Regions from separate parts of the Macaca mulatta genome. Here region 1 is linked to region 2. A link is a contact called in public Hi-C data. All regions are on one chromosome and are shown on one strand. Each heading gives the region's core, a stretch centred on a gene start, on an enhancer-like site or on the middle of the called end of the contact. The rest is flanking DNA. Distances are from core to core; before and after follow the strand shown.

Region 1 (3,599 bases), core at 932-3,431, 390 kb before region 2:
AACGATGGAGCTGAATTAAGAAAAAAGAGAATGTGATGTAGGGGTGTCAGATGCCCAGTCCCTGCCTCCTCTAGACTGCGGATACCAGAAGGAGTCCTGGGAGAGAGGAAAAGACAAGAATGAGAAACCCCTCCCCACGTCTGGTCCCAAGGGGATATAGTGGAAGTGCCAGTAGACTAGCAGCCAAAGAGACGGTCTGTCCTTGTTTCCTCTCTCTGGGCTCTGGTTGGGAAATAGGGAAGGGTCCATCCCTAAAAATTCCTAAAAATGGGAAAGGGGAGGGTGCATCCAAGAAGGTATAGGATGTCAAGGAAAGAGGGCACTTGCCTCACTCACACATGTGGCTCTGAGGGGTGACCTCCTGCCAGAATGCCCCGCCACCACCATTGAAGAAATCATATCTAAGCGCCTTTGCCACGTCAGACACTGATCCTGCACATCACACAAGGAGATGACCATATTTTAATTGCATGCACATGTGTGTGTACATGAATTTTTGGATCATTTTATTCTATTAAACTTCCTGAAAAAAATATAAATTTTAGAGAGGAAATAGTATTTTCACTGCACCAGGAGCACTTTGGGATTTAAAGACAGTTCTTAAAAGAATCCTTTTGTAAAGTAAAGGTTAAGTCCCCAGTTGTTTGTTTTGTTTTGTTTCTAATGCAAGCTCAGATTCTTCCTATACATTTGGTTTACTTAAATTATACACACACACACACTCACACACAAAAATATCTCAATTCCCTTGGCAGCCTATGATATTTGCTTCATTTATCAGATTGGAAGAAGGAGAAATATTGAAGAGACAAGGAAGATGAGATGGGTAATTTGTGCTGTGGAATTTTTAAATAAAATTTTCCTAGAACAATCACATTTTCACATTTGCAATTTATATTATTTTTCTGTCATGAGTGGTTTAGAAACTAAACAAACAAAAACCTACATCAGAGGAAAGGTAATGGAACAAACTGAAATGCTGGTTTAGAACCACGAGTTTAGTGGGAGCGTATTATTATACTTTCTTAATCCTGCCACGTGGCAAGGTTTTCTATGTGATTAATGAGCCACCATTGTACAACATTACCAGAAGGCAAACAATTCCAATTACTGATAGGGCTAAACCATAATTACCATGCAAATGATTTCAATAATGTAATAGAATGGAATATCTGGTCATTACAGGGCAGACAATTCACAATGTTAATTGGGGTTAGTCTGTTTTCAGAGAGTAAATAATATTAACAGTAATATAAATCCAAACTAATATTAGGTTTGACTTTGCTTATAATCAAGGGGAATGGTCTACTTCCGAAATTACGTTTACATTACAAAGACAACCCATACTTGCTTCAGTTTCTATCATAAGTAAAATGATTTGGATCGAAAATACTAGGAAGCAAAATGATATCGAGATTGAAAATTTGAGAAGAGAGGTCAGCAACTGAAGGCCTTTAGGCAAGAATTCAGACATGGAAATAGACAACCTCTAATTCCCAGAGTTGCCCAAATGTACTGGGGGCAGGAGATGATGGTTGAGAACTCCAAAACTAGGGGAGGACAAAGAGAAAGAAAACTGCTGTTAAGTCACCCTCTTAAATCCTATTTTTCCTCTCATTCTTTCTTCTATTACCCCAAGTTTTAATCTTACATGACCACCTACTTGGTCTCTTATAACAGTTTTCAAGTCAGCTTCCTGCTCACTCCCTCCTCTTCCCCATTCATACTTACCTCTTCCCCATTCATACTTACCTCTTCCCCATTCTGTGCAATATCAGTAGTAAAACACAGCTAAACACTACCAAAGTCCTAATACTTTCTACTTCCATTCTGAAGTACCCAGAGGCTCCTTTCCCCAGAACCTTCCTCTCACCATTCTGTACAGTCCCTAGGAAGCGCATGCCCAACTTGGCCATTTATATTCTTTCTTCCAAGGCTCTGAAGACTCAGATGAATTGGGTTTTTTTGTTTGTTTGTTTGTTTTGCTCCAGCAGCAGTGCCCTCAATTTTGTGAAATTCCTCTACTTATACTTCCACAGTAGACATAGTTTCTGTTTGTGGCTCCTCCCATCCTATTTTTAAGCTTGATTCTCCAGTTTCCCTCCTATTAACTGATCCACACAGACCTCTAACAAATTCCCCTTTTATAAGATCTTGGCCAGAGTTCATTTTTGTGGCTTTCCAAAGAGGAACCCTAACTGATACACCTCTCCTAAGAAATTTAAGCCAGATCCATATGGCTTCCCCTGAGGAATAGGAGGGAAGACAGTCGTGATTATCTGGCAAATTGGGACTGTGTCTAAGGATTGCTTGCAGTCATTTTAAATTGGAAAATATCCTGTGAGTAGATGACATAATCAGATCCAGTGGAGGTAGTGGTTAAGAACCAAGCTCCAGAGCCAGGCCATGTGGGTTTAAACCTCACTTCCTCCACTGAATAGTTCTATGACCTTGGGCAAGTTGCTTAATAGTGAAATGGAGAAAGCAAGAAGCCATTCCTCCTGGGACTACTACAAGAATGAATGAGCTGTACCTGTGGAATTCATAGAGCAGACCCTGACACCAGGAAGCATTTGTAAGCATGCAAAATGTGATTATTAAGACTTCTGAAAAATAGGCTCTGTGAATAAGCAAATAAGATTTTAAAAATAATGATTCAATAAACTGACCTGACATCCATATACAAGTAATTGTATAGCATCCAAAGTAGTCACCCTGGGGCTACAAATAGTCTCATGATGTTGCCATTATTCAAGGTTTGTTTTTTTGTTTTTTTCAGAATTTCTCCTTTAGAATTTTATTTAGAACCTGCCATACATAGGTTTGATTGCCCTCATTCCAGCAAAAAATGGATTTAGTTACAAAATTCCAACAAAAATAATGATTAGAATACGCAGGCTAAATGTGTGACCATTCCTCCTTCTGGTCACCCAAGCCTTGTGCTGCAGGTAACCAGAGAGGTGAGGAACTGTGAATCTTTGCCCCTGTGAGCCTCACTGGCTTGGGGAAACCAAGTCCTGTGGAACAACTCCAAGTGCTTGCCTGGAAAGACTCTAAGTCTCCTCAGCGGCGTTGACAAGATACCAGATGACTTCCAAGGAAATCTCAGTCCCAGAAAATTTTCCTGGCCCTGTGTCCCATCTCACTTCTCCTAAAGGTCTTGATCAGTAAGTGCTGCTGCTACCGCCACCGCCTCTTTGTCCTTTGCCAAGGCTTGGGTGGGTTGCTCCCCAGTCCTGTCTGTAGTGCTTTCTTAAGCTCTCCAAAGGTATCCAGAGTCAGTCCATTCATCATAGCCCCTGACGCATGTTAACCTGAATCAGTTCCCAGCAAACTAAATCTATGGGGTATCTGAAGGTCCAATCAATGCCTTATTAAAGTTTAACCCTCTGCACGGCTCAGGATTCGAAGACAGTTGAGAGTGAGAAAATTTAGCTCCCAACTGCCAATAAGAGCAGGAAATTAAAAAGCCCATGGGCTCCCATCCCAGTGCCAACTGATGCTGTGCTTTTTATTCAGGACTCCCCAGTGCCTACAGACGTCTTGGTTGAGGGGTAGTGGTGGTAGATATCATCAAGGCACAGTTGTATTTCAATGTA
Region 2 (3,292 bases), core at 42-2,541:
AGAGCAAGAAATGGAGCAGGAGCTAACAGGAAGTGGAGCTGGACACTGGAAATCCCTGGAAGCTGAGGCTGCCTCTCACTCCATGTTCTCCCTCAGTGCAAGTGCTCCATTCTCTTCTCTCTCCACCAAATCCTGGGCCTATTGCTTGTGGGGTATCCCTGACCCTAGACCTTGAATTCCCAGTTTCTCCGGTCATCATCAGATGCTGTCATTCTCTGGCCTCCTGTTTCAAATTATAGACACATAGAGAGAAATCTGATTGGTTCAGCCCAGCAATACTCTGCCCTAATCCTGACACACACCTCTTCAGTCAGGTTTCCATAAGCTATTTCAAAGAGTATATTATGTGATGTCTTGTGATGTCTAGGGCTTCCCCTTGTAGAAGCGGAGGACTTAGCAGAAATGTTTCTAATATAAGTCCTTATGGGTCGTAAGTAGTTGTTGTGGAAAAGTTTAAAAATCCAAATCTTTCAGTCTATAATTCGAGGTTTCCCAAACAGTTCAGAACCAACCCACCTATACCCATTAAGAATGCCTTCAATCACAAGTAACAGAAAATGAGGGTCTAGATTTATTTTTAACACATTATCAGATGTTTAGAGCTGGGTAATTCCTGCCTTTAATTCAGTGGCTTGATGTGCCAAGGCCAAAGTCTCTGATATTTTCTAGGCCTTACCTTCATGCTTATCACCACATAGTCTCAAGGTGGCTGCTATGCCTCCAGACATCACATCCACTAGCAGTATGTGTCTGCCTCTTCCAGACCAAAAAAAAAAAAAAAAAAGAAAACCTTCATCAGAGCTCCCAGAAAACTTCCACACACACACACACACACACACACACACACACATATGCAACAACTTGCTTAAGAATAATCACCAATTGTCTCACATATGTGTGTGTGTGTGTGTATATATATATACACATATATATATGTATATATATGTGTGTGTATATATATATATATAAACTTTTCTAGACTTTAAAGTAAAAGGTGGCAAGAGAGAATAGAGCTGAAAATGGCAGTTGGGATAGCCAAGCAGAAATATGTACCACATTCTTTTGAATAGTATTTCAGGAGCTGAATGAACTCAGATTCTTCCCTCTATGGTCTCCAATGACATTTATCACATACAAAAAATAGAAATGTTAGAAAACAAAGAAACAGACACATGAAAAAATGATGATCTTTTTATTTCCCACTAAATGCAGCCCCAAGTGTTATCTGGATATCACCCACGCTGCCCCGTCCTCTGCCTGGCGGGACGTTGAGCCATCCAGCAACCCAAAACTGGCTCCTCTGGCACCTCAGAGAAGGGAGTGTCCACATCCTGTAGCAGCATTTCTGCCAGCATGACTCAGCAGCCATTCCAAAAAAAAAAAAAAAAACAGAAATAGAGGATCCACCCCAAAGAACTGAAGTTGAGAACAGGAGCCAGGGAGACCTACATGTTACCTTGTTTGGAGAATGCTCGATTGAGCCATCCAAACAAGGCTCAGTTTGAAAAAGTGAAGGACAGATTCGTTTTCCTCTTCTTGAATTAAAACATTTAAAACCAGAAAGCATAAGTTTTAGACAAGAAGGACTTTTTTGCAGGGGAACATACAAACTCTACATGTTTTCTTCCTGTTTCTGTCTTCTGGAAAGGGACTCATAAATCTTTGCAACAACTTGCTTAAGAATAATCACCAATTGTCTCACTTCGCTATTTACATTTTGGAAAGGAAAAATCATTACCCAATAATGCCACAGCGGCTCAGGGGGACCCAAGGGATTTTCCAGAGAGTGCCCCAAGATGCTTCAATTCAGCCGGATTGACCTCAGTAGCCACACCTTGATTATCTGTGCTGCCAAAACTTTGCTTAAACCATTCCCCTCACTTAGAACACCTTTGCTCCTCCACACCATCTACTAAAGTAATCACCTTCTTTCAAGACCTTTGCAGTTAGAATTACCTTTTGCTGCAAGAAAGCAGTAACTTACATAAGTAAACAGGTTTATGCTCCTCATATGACAAAAAACCTAGAAGCGGAAAGCCAGGGCTGGTGCATCAACTCCTCAGTGCTATTAGGGATCCTGGCTTCATTTGTCTTCCTGCTCAGCTATCCTTATTGTTATGGTTTGAGTGTTTTTGTTCCCTCCAAATTCATGTGTTGGGAGCTGAATCCCCCATGCAACAGCATTAGGAGTTGGTGACTAATGGGAGGTGTTTAGATCTTGAGATGGTGCCTAATGGGAGGGGTTAGGTCTGCCCTCATGAATGAATTAATGCCTTATGAATGGATTGATGCTGGAATAAAGCTCTTCACTATAAAAGTGGCCTATGAGAGAGGGTTTGCTTTCCTGCTCTTCTGTCACACGAAGAAGTTTCCCTCTCCCCTGGTGGATGCAGCATTCAAGGTGTTGATGGCTGATGTGTTACCTCAGATCTTGTCTTCTTGGTTTAAAAGAATTTAAACAAGAGACACATAGCATAGGAAGTGCAGCATAGAGCAATTTATCACAAAAGAAAAATAATACAGAATAGGCAGTACACCCTCAGAGGGAGATTTCAGGGCGGGCTGCTCGTAAGGGTGAGACAGCAAAGACTGGCACTAGGGAGACTCTCTTTATGGGAGCCTTACATGGTTATTCATAAGGAGGTATGAAGAGGTGTTACTAGTAAGCATGTTCTGGGTAGTCCTCTGTGTACACAATGGCAGTAGCTGTACATGCTTGTTCATATATCACGTTCTCATTAGCATCTTAAATCTCCACCCAAGGGTGTGTTTTTTACTATTATAATCAGCAAGGGGTTAGTTTGAGGACAGGTAAAGTCAAAGTGTGTATGCTATCTAGAGGGGAAAGTCCCTATTGAAGATAGCTTTGCTTGAGTGAGCTCAATTATAATGTGAATGCTAAGGCTTACTGTGTTGGCTGTACTGTCACCACGGCTGCTACATTCTGAGAACATGGTCATTTCCTTGACTACCTATCCTGCCTCAAAGACACCATCTTGGAAGAGGAGACGCAGCCCCTCACCAGACAACAAACCTGCCAGCACCTTGACCTTAGATTTCCGAGTCTCCAGAAGTGTGAGAAATACATTTCTGTTCTTTATAAATGAACCGTTCTCAGGTATTTTATCATAGCAGCATAGCATGGACTGATAAGGTGATGGTGTTCATCATCATGCTTGTTGTTTTGTGATTTTCAATTGGCTGCTCCACCTCCAGCCTCATGTCCACATTGCAGATAGGTAGACAGGGAAGGACGAAGGACCAAACGAAGGCTTGGGTCAGCTCATCTGTC

Evidence for each region. A called contact is a pair of places that touch in the nucleus more often than the background predicts.
Region 1: a contact with region 2 is called in a Hi-C map of fibroblasts, with 4 times the contacts expected there. The contact joins two enhancer-like sites. A contact is called at or near these places in 5 of 14 Hi-C or Micro-C datasets (cortical neurons, fetal cortex germinal zone, fetal cortical plate and 2 more).

What each region holds. Positions count from the first base shown.
Region 1 is chr5:15,341,078-15,344,676 of T2T-MMU8v2.0, reverse strand. No RefSeq gene overlaps it. Among named protein-coding and RNA genes, the nearest start is that of TAPT1, 44 kb to the right of the region's middle. Within about 2 kb of position 2,181, at least 2 of the 40 cell types and tissues checked have an H3K27ac peak or open chromatin away from gene starts, as enhancers often do.
Region 2 is chr5:14,951,335-14,954,626 of T2T-MMU8v2.0, reverse strand. No RefSeq gene overlaps it. Among named protein-coding and RNA genes, the nearest start is that of FGFBP1, 54 kb to the left of the region's middle. Within about 2 kb of position 1,291, at least 1 of the 40 cell types and tissues checked has an H3K27ac peak or open chromatin away from gene starts, as enhancers often do.